Linked DNA regions of Sus scrofa: region 2 is linked to region 1. A link is a contact called in public Hi-C data. All regions are on one chromosome and are shown on one strand. Each heading gives the region's core, a stretch centred on a gene start, on an enhancer-like site or on the middle of the called end of the contact. The rest is flanking DNA. Distances are from core to core; before and after follow the strand shown.

Region 1 (4,426 bases), core at 327-2,826:
TGAGGATGAGACTGAGTCTTACGAGCGTGAGAAGCCTCCATCTAATAGCTGTCATTACTTAGAGGACAGACTTGGAACTGTAACTGAAAGGCAATTGTTCCTATAAGCCTGCTCCCAACTTCTGGGTCCCTGGTACCTGCAGGGATAGGGGAGTTGGCAGGGCTGGTCTCAGCTGTTAAGTCAGGAGGATTACATGTTATAATTTGAGGGACAGTCTCCCCATCTCTCCCTCCCTGACACTTTCTCAGTGAAACGCATCCTATTTTCAGGGAGTGGGGGTGGAGTAGGAGGTTAGTACATTGCTTCCGCAAGACCCTTGAGGAAACAAAGGTGGACTCATAAGGGATCAGGAACATACCAGAAATGACCTTCATCCCCTCCCTTGGAGGGGCTCGGGGCACCACCTGGTAGGAGAGGGTGTGGTGAGATTGGGAATCGGAAGAAGAGGATCAAAGTTGGGAGGTGTGGGTAGGGTGCAGTGGGAATGAGCCATTGGGTATCCTGTGGGAAGTAAACGGACCTGGGAAACAAGGAGAAGGAAAAGGAAGACGTGGAGGTTTTTCCTAATTCTGAGAAGAGAAACATATTTCCCTTCTGCATCCGCCTTGCCTCACTCTTGGGCACAGGGCACAGTCAACTTCATTTCATCCAACTGGCCTGACTATGAGGGAGGGGGGCTCAGCATGGGCTCGGAGTTACTGGTATCCCTTAGTACATTCAGATGTCCTTAAATGCTTCCAATTTCCCTTCCTCAGGTTTGCTGTTCCAGGAAAGAAGGTTCTAAATTAATACTCGACAAACTCCCCCTGTGTGTGGGTTTGCAAAATTAATGATCCTAATGGAAAAGTAAATTAATCTTTGATGCTTGGTTGAGGCTAAGAGAAAATGTTTTGGGTCTTAATACACCCCTTCCATAGCATTCTCTCCCTCCCTCCCGTGCTAGCCACAATGCAGCTTGAAAACTCCATCTCTGAATCCAAAGGGCCATGTTGCTAGCATTTAGCAAATGCCTGGTTGGTGCAGGACAGTGCCACTGTGCCCAAGAGAAGCCAGGAAAGGCTGCATAGAGGAAGCCACCTGATGCGATGTTCCGCCCTTGTCACGTTTTACTTGCACTTTCTAAATTCCCGGTTTGAAAAGACTGCAGTAAACGTTTTGTAAAATGTAAACAAGGCGTTCATAGCTTCTTCAATTTCAGGAAGCGGCAGCAGCTGACACAGCAGCTTTGCCAAAAGCCCCATCACAGGTCTGAGGGTTCACAGATCTCTTGGGATTCAGGGAGAGGTTAAGGGAATCGGAAGTTCTCAGACTGCCTGGCTGTGTTTTTCTACCAGAGCCTCTGCAGCACCGCATCGCTCAGTTCCTTTCAACTGAAAAATTAAATCTGCGCTCCTGTCAAAATCTGTCATCTGCACACCCGGACACTCATCCCAGTTCACCATGCACCCCGCAGAGGCAGAGTCCAGGTGGAAAGGGTGGCGCAGCCCCACTTCCGAGGTCTGCGAAGGCCGGGTGTCTGGAGGGAGCTCAACAACTGGTGTCCCAGGAGTGTTCGGCAAAGCCGGCTCCGGGGGTGCCACGGGCGCCTCGGTGCTATGAAAAGAGCTAGTGTCCGTCCATTTCCTCGGGTGTGCATCACACTCCCTGGCTGGGCCTCCGGGAGGAAATTCACGGAGGACACAGCGCCGTAGAACCTGCTGAATACACATCAAAACCAGAGGTGCGTGTGTGAAGGGGGAGGGAGGAGATTTTCCAGAGGCTTTTTTTCTTCGAGGTCTTTTTATCCTTTGGGCCCCACGGCTGGTGGGTTCTTTGAATGTAAACTCTTGAAAGGGGCTGGGAGGAGCCTCTTTTACGCCCGGTGGAGTCTCCTGCTCCTCGGTAAATGCTGAGTGACAGCTGCAATTTCGGCCTGGAAGATCCGGTGGGGATTGGGGCTGGGGGACCCTCGCGCGCGGGCGTGCGCGGCTCGGGGCCGGACCCGGGAGCCCCGCGAGAGGCGGGCCGCGCGGTCGGGCCGGGGCGCCGTCTGCCGGCGCGGGGAGGGGGCTCCACCTGGTCGCCCCGCCGCGGCCGGAGGGGCGGGGCCGGCTTCCCCGAGGCGGTGGCGCCTCCTCGCGCCCGAGCGTGCTCCGCGGCGTCCGGCGCACGCGCGAGGCCGGGAGGGAGCGCGCCCCGGCAGCGGCGGGAGGAGGCGGAGGAGGAGGAGGAGGTGGGCGGCGGCCGGCCGGCGGCGGAGGAGGGCGGCGGAGGAGAGGCTGGCCGCGCGCGCGGTGGTGGCAGCGGCGGCGCCGGCGACCGGAGCCGGGCGGAGTGGGGCGCGAGGGAGGGGGCGGAGGGGGAGGGCGGCGCAGGGGAGCGAGAGCCGCCTTTCCAGGTCCCAACTACGAGCCGCGAGTTTGTAGATGGGGCTGCTCGGCGGCGCCTGCGGCTGAGGAAGAGCAGCGGCGGCCGGCGGACGGGAGCGGCGGCGGCGGCGGCGCGGAGGCGGCCGAGGTGCGAGCCGGTGAGTTGCCGGGGCCCCACGTCGCTCGGGTAACGGTCTCGGCGCGCGCGGGGCCGGCTGCGGGGGCGCCCTGTTGCTCACGGCTGCGGGCCACGCGGGGACCCTGGCCCGCCCCGCCCCCTCGGCACCTGGGCGCGGGCGGCGGCGGGGGCTGCTCCGCTCGGGCCGCGCGGAAGGGACGCGCTCTGCCGGGCCCCTGGCTCCCGGGCTGCGGGCGGGCGGAGCGCGGCAACGTGCCTGGCCCATGCCGCCGGCCGCCGCGCCGCGCCCGGCTCTCGCCAGCGTGCTCCCCGGCGGGGGCCGGGCTGGGGCTGGGGTCGCGCGGGGGCCCTCCGGGCGCAGGGCAGCGGCGCGGGGCGCGGACCCCCTCTGCGGCGGGAGCGGTGGGAAAGCGTGAATGGAGGGCTGCGCCGGGGGCGGCGGCGGCCGTGACGGACACCTCCGGGGTCCGTCTCGGGAGGGGGCGACGCAGCCGACCTCGGGCCGCCTCCCCAGCCCCGAGTCGTTGGGGGAGGAGGCTTTCTGCAAGTCCTGCCGCTACTTCCGAGGCACGAGACTCCAGTTGTTTGAGCAGAGTGCTTGGGGGCCGAGCACACGCGGCTCCGGAGGCGGTTGCGGCCGAGGCAGTGCTTTCCGATTCTGGGTACGCGTGTCTGGAACCCGAAAGGTGCTGGGGCTTTTTCTTTTTCTTTCTTTCTTTCTTTCTTTTTTTTTTTTGTTTTTTTGGCGGGGTGAAGGGCCAGGAAGGGAGTCGAGTCGACTGAGGGATCTTACGGTCGTTGTGATGACAGGATGTGGATGGTTGGTTGGTGGGTGTTTTTTGCAGAAGGATTTTTTTTTTTTTTTAACACTTTCTTGGGAGTTTCGTCTCCGTCTCCGCAGCTCCTGGGATTACAGCGCGTGATTCCATCCGTTCAACTTCCATCAGCTGGGGCATGTAAGCAGGGTTGGGGGCAGGCGAGGGACGGAGTTGAAGGCTGGTGGGGAATCTCAGGAAAATTCTCCGCCTGACTTACAAACAGCTGGTTACATTTTACTCCTTTTCTATGCCTTTGGGGTGTTGGAATTTGACTTTATGCCTCCTGAATTGGCCTCCTTGTAATACGCCTTGGAACATTGGAGGTGCGTTAAACTGCTTTTCAATTGGAGTAGGATTTAGCAGCCATGTCTTCCCGAGAAATCTTTGAAATGGTCGTTCAGAAACTTATGCAGGTCGAATATTTCAGGCGAGGCAACACTCTGTTACCAATGCGGAGATAGTTGCGGTACATGTGTGAAACAACGGATCTCACGCTATTACTGCTTATTTTAGGCATCTGCTGTGCAATTATGATAAGGTATCAGGCCTGATTATAGTCATGTCTTCTGAGGCCTGATTACAGCAAACAACTTTCATGGGTTGTGTCATCCTGAGGTCATCTGGTATCTGAGATCTGTCATATATTTAAATGTATGTTTAAATACATGTTTGCACAATGTGTTACTTTTTAAGGTCTGTGCTGCTTTTAGTTTAGACTAGGGTTACATAATATACAAGTGGTAACACTTTTAATAGCCCTGGTTTTGTCCTGTAGAGATTGCATGCTAAATATCTTTATGAAAAAACATGTGGGGGTCTGTGTGTGTCCTTTTCTGATTGATGCCACTGGGTTCCTTTTCCATTTGGAATTTCAAAATGACTCTCTTCTTTATATATTCAAGATTAAATGAGCACTGGAAAAAATAGGGCCTTCAGCAAGGCTGATAGTTCTGTGGAAGACAGAATCATTTTTTGTTCTCTGGCCAACTGTTGGATTTTTTTTTAAACGAATCATATTTTTCTTAAACATTCGTGGGAGCAGTTTGCATTTTTCCTGAGTCTCATTTCAGGCTGAAATTGTTCCAGAAGACTACACAGCCTGTGTCTCTCTGCCTCCCCCC
Region 2 (4,174 bases), core at 1,505-4,004, 160 kb before region 1:
CAAGAGCTGTATGTACAATAGAACAGATACCCAAGCAGTAGAGAATATTCTTTAATAGATGCCTTCTGCGGGGAATGGTTGTTTGAGATGTTAAGGAAAACAACACTATTTTCAAAACAAATCTAAATTCTAAGCATATCCAAGATGGTGCCTTATCTCGGTCTGCAAAGGGAAAGGTTGAAGAAAAAGCACAACTCAGTTGTTCTTTCCATGGAAAATTAATCAGTAGGGATGAAGACAAGTTTTTTATTGACACCGAAAGCTGTTTTCGGTGTACTGTGAAATGAAAAAAGCAAGTTGCTAAATGGAATCCGTGTTTTTCTTAGATGTATGTTGGGGAGGGGATAGAGCAAAATATAAAAATGTAATTATATCTGAGTAATAAAATTCAGGTACTTTTTATCTTCCATATATATATTTATATATATATTTTTTAAATTTATACAATGAGCATGTTACTTGTTTGATGTTTTATTGTGAAGTTTAGAAACTCCAGTGGAGAGTAATACCTTGCTCCTCACTTTGAGTCAGATTTCTGCAACCCTAGCTGCACACAGAAATGCCTGGGGAGAGGGTCTGGGGGTGGTCGCCTGTCTTGCTGCAAAGGGTGGGAATGTGGGAACAGGAGTTCCCATTGTGGTGCAGCAGAAGCGAATCTGACTAGCATCCACGAGGACGCAGGTTCCACCCCTGGCTTCTCTCAGTGGGTTGGTGATCTGGCGTTGCCATGAGCTGCGGTATACATCCCAGATGCGGCTCAGATCTGGCATTGCTGTGGCTGTGGTGTAGGCCAGCAGCTGCACCTTGTATTTTTTTTTTTTTTGTCTTTTTGTCATTTCTTGGGCTGCTCCCACGGCATATGGAGGTTCCCAGGCTAGGGGTCGAATCGGAGCTGTAGCTGCCAGCTATGCCAGAGCCACAGCAACGCAGGATCCAAGCCATGTCTGTGACCTACACCACAGCTCATGGCAACGCCGGATCCTTAAACCACTGAGCAAGGGCAGGGATCCAACCCGCAACCTCGTGGTTCCTAGTCGGATTCGTTAACCACTGCGCCACGACGGGAACTCCAGCTGCAGCTTGTATTCTATCCCTAGCCTGGGAACTTCCATATGACTTGAGTGCAACCCTAAAAAGCAAAAGAAAAGAAGGGAGGAAAGAAGGAAGAAAAAGAAAGAAAGAAAAAGAAAGAAAGAAAGAAGAAAGAAAGGGTGGGAACAGTGAGCGATTAAATCAGAATCTTGGGGGGGGGCGGTGACAGAGCGTTGTTTTTGTTGATTTGTTGTTAAATTCCTAGATGATTCTAATACATGTTCAAGGATGAGCATCATTAGTTCAGTTTTACTGGTTACCATTTAGATAAGACTCCTTAGCAAATATTACCTCAGTAGATTCCCATTTTGACTTCTCACTGAAATTCTTCAATACTGCCTAATTTAGAATCAGTTCAGATTAGCAAACCTGACACTTATGTGCCAGTCACTTGCTAGGTGCCAGGGGGTTGCAGATGAATAAAATCCGGCCCCTGCCCTTACACAGCTTGTACCCTAGTGGAAAAAAAAAAAGACTGTAAAAATTAAAACAGAAACCTCAATTAAAATAGAGTCGAGAGGCTAGAAGGAGGAGGTCTCATGAAGAGCCCAACAGGAAGAAGAAAGACTTCCTCTTCTTTCCTGGAAAGATCTCAGCCATGAGAGACTGTCACAAATCAGCCAATGAAAAACCACTATTCTTCACACTCCTCCAAGGGACTCCGTTCACTACAGCCCTCCTAACTTCCTTTTCCCCTCTGTAAGAGTTCTCCTCTCCTTATAGTTGGGGACTTGCATGGGACTTGCATGTCGCTTGCCATGGTTGCAGATCCTGAACTGCAATTCTTTGCCAATCCAAAGCAACCCGTTTTGGCTGAAGGAATAACTGGCAGTCAGTTTGTCTCAGGTAACAAGACCGTAAATGAGTAACTTCAATATAATGCCATGGATTATGTAATAGAAGTACACAAGGAGAACTACGAGGGTATGGCCAGAGACATCCTTCTGGGAGTTCAAGGAGGTCTCCCTGGAGGAGACGGTCATGTAGTGTCCAGTTTGCTCAATCCCCTCAGAAGCTAAGTGCCTGGCCCAAGATAATACACCATGTAGGGGCCAAAACAGAGACAAAATCCTGTTATCTGATAACTAATCTTATGCCATTCAATGACTTTGAAAGTTGGGACAAAAGACCTGACGCAAGAATGCAGGGAACACCCCCTTTTCCAGAATATCCCCTTCCTATAATCCACACCATCGCATTTGAAATGGGCCACCAAGGCATCAGCCTGGAGATGCTATTAGTGAAGGCAGCCCTCTCAGGCAGCTTGACCTGGCACAAAAATTGTCAGATTAATGGCATCAGGAAATTTGCAAATCAAATAGTTCATTACTTATGATACTACACTTGCAAACAGGATTATGTTGATGATGCGCTATAAATAGCATTTTAAAGAGACTCCCTCAAGGCAGACAGGGCTGAAATCTTGCTAGTCAGGCTTTTAAAGTAAGGGTTATTGAACCGCTAAATAGCTGAAGCCCTGGAGGTCAGAGATTAGCAGCCCAGTGTGGTTTTGGAGAGCTGGGATTCTGCTCATGATTGCATGTTGTGACATCTTTTCACCAAAAGATGAAATAGCAGAGCAATCGATGAGAGAACCATCATGAGAGCCTTCTTTCATGCCAGAATGGAGCCAGTGCTGCAGCCTGAGCCAGGCGTGACCACACTGAGCCGTTGCCCAAGCCAAGAAAACTACATCAACATCCCCAGGGGGGTGAGGGCTGGATGAGCATGAGTTCAGAGCAGCACCTGAAGGCTATGACCTTGACTGCAGTTGCCACATCTGTCAGTTTCCCAGCACATCCCTCTGAATACACCTGTCTCACTGTATAATCTTTGACCCTCCTGTCTCAAGAAACCCAGCTAGTCTTTACAAGACTAGACATTGTCCCTTTTCCAAAGTGTAGAGATGATACTCACGGAAGGTGGCATTAGTTCACCCAAGTCCAGTCTGGCTCTATGTGAAGAATTTCCTGCTTGCTGCATATGTTCACATTCCATATTCTATTTGAAGGTCAGACTGGGAAGATCTTCCCTCCTAGTGAGATTATATTCTCTAATTTTTTTTTCACTCCATTGCCCCAGAGCATTTCTTTCTGGCACATCAATACAGTAAAGTCTAAGTAAGTTAGCGTTTGGAAAAGACGACATGAAATTAAAATCTGAACTGAAATATTCTATTTTAAACATAGAGGTATTATAAGTACATGATTAAAAATGTTTTTCCCCATATAAAATTTTTGGCAAAGTTGCTTTGAAAAATAAAGAAGGATCATTTAAGGTCTATATATCAAATGTGAAGAACTAGGGCTGCTTATTTTCCTAAGCGAGCTCAACATGTCCCCTAGAATTCCCTATGTCCTGTTAATGTGCTTTGAAAAGTTGCTCTTTATAAGTAACCGAAGGTAAATATAATCCTCTTTGTCCAAATGCTTATGAATTCTAAGTCGATATAATCCTATTTCACTTAAGTCTTTTCTTCTCCATTTTACAAATGTGCCTCCCCCCCCACCACCACGTGCCCCCACCTCACCAAATCCACTTAGACCATCATTGACTTGTCAGTCTCAATTGTCTCCATTTGCTCGGGAACTCATTCAGGTAGAGTGATATCCTTTCAATAAAGACAAAATAAACTCAAAATGGCTTAAAGACTTAAACATAAGATATGACACCATAAAACTCCTATGAGAGAACATAGGCAAAGCATTCTCTGAAATAAATTGTAGCAATGTTTTCTTAGGTCAATCTCCTGAGGCAATAGGATTAAAAGCAAAAATAAGAAATGGTTCTTAATCAAACTTACAAGTTTTTGCACAGCAAAGGAAATTATCAGAAACATGAAACACAGCCTACAGACTGAAACAAAATATCTACAATCAGTGCAACTGACAAGGGCTTAAATTCCAAAATATACAAACAGCTCATCCAACTCAATAACAAACAAACGACCCAATCAAAAAATGAGCAGAAGACCTAAATAGACATTTCTCCAAAGAAGACATACACATTGGCCAACAGGCACATGAAAAGATGCTCAACATTGCTAACTATAGAGAAATGCAAACCAAAACTACCATGAGGT

What was found. Hi-C and Micro-C count contacts between places; a contact is called where the count stands out from the background.
Region 2: a Hi-C map of liver shows a contact between it and region 1, with 4 times the contacts expected there. The contact joins the enhancer-like site here to the promoter of MPP6 in region 1. A contact is called at or near these places in 1 of 5 promoter capture datasets (liver), 11 of 47 Hi-C or Micro-C datasets (embryonic fibroblasts, fetal heart ventricle, fetal liver and 4 more) and 1 of 2 datasets of contacts at active chromatin or transcription factors (skeletal muscle).

The regions. Positions count from the first base shown.
Region 1 is chr18:47,708,583-47,713,008 of Sscrofa11.1, reverse strand. MPP6 (MAGUK p55 subfamily member 6) reads left to right here and starts at 1,576. Exons shown (of 12, transcript XM_021079256.1): 1 at 1,576-1,720.
Region 2 is chr18:47,874,266-47,878,439 of Sscrofa11.1, reverse strand. No RefSeq gene overlaps it. Among named protein-coding and RNA genes, the nearest start is that of NPY, 120 kb to the left of the region's middle. Within about 2 kb of position 2,754, at least 1 of the 83 cell types and tissues checked has an H3K27ac peak or open chromatin away from gene starts, as enhancers often do. A contact at or near this core is called in liver, where this site is marked.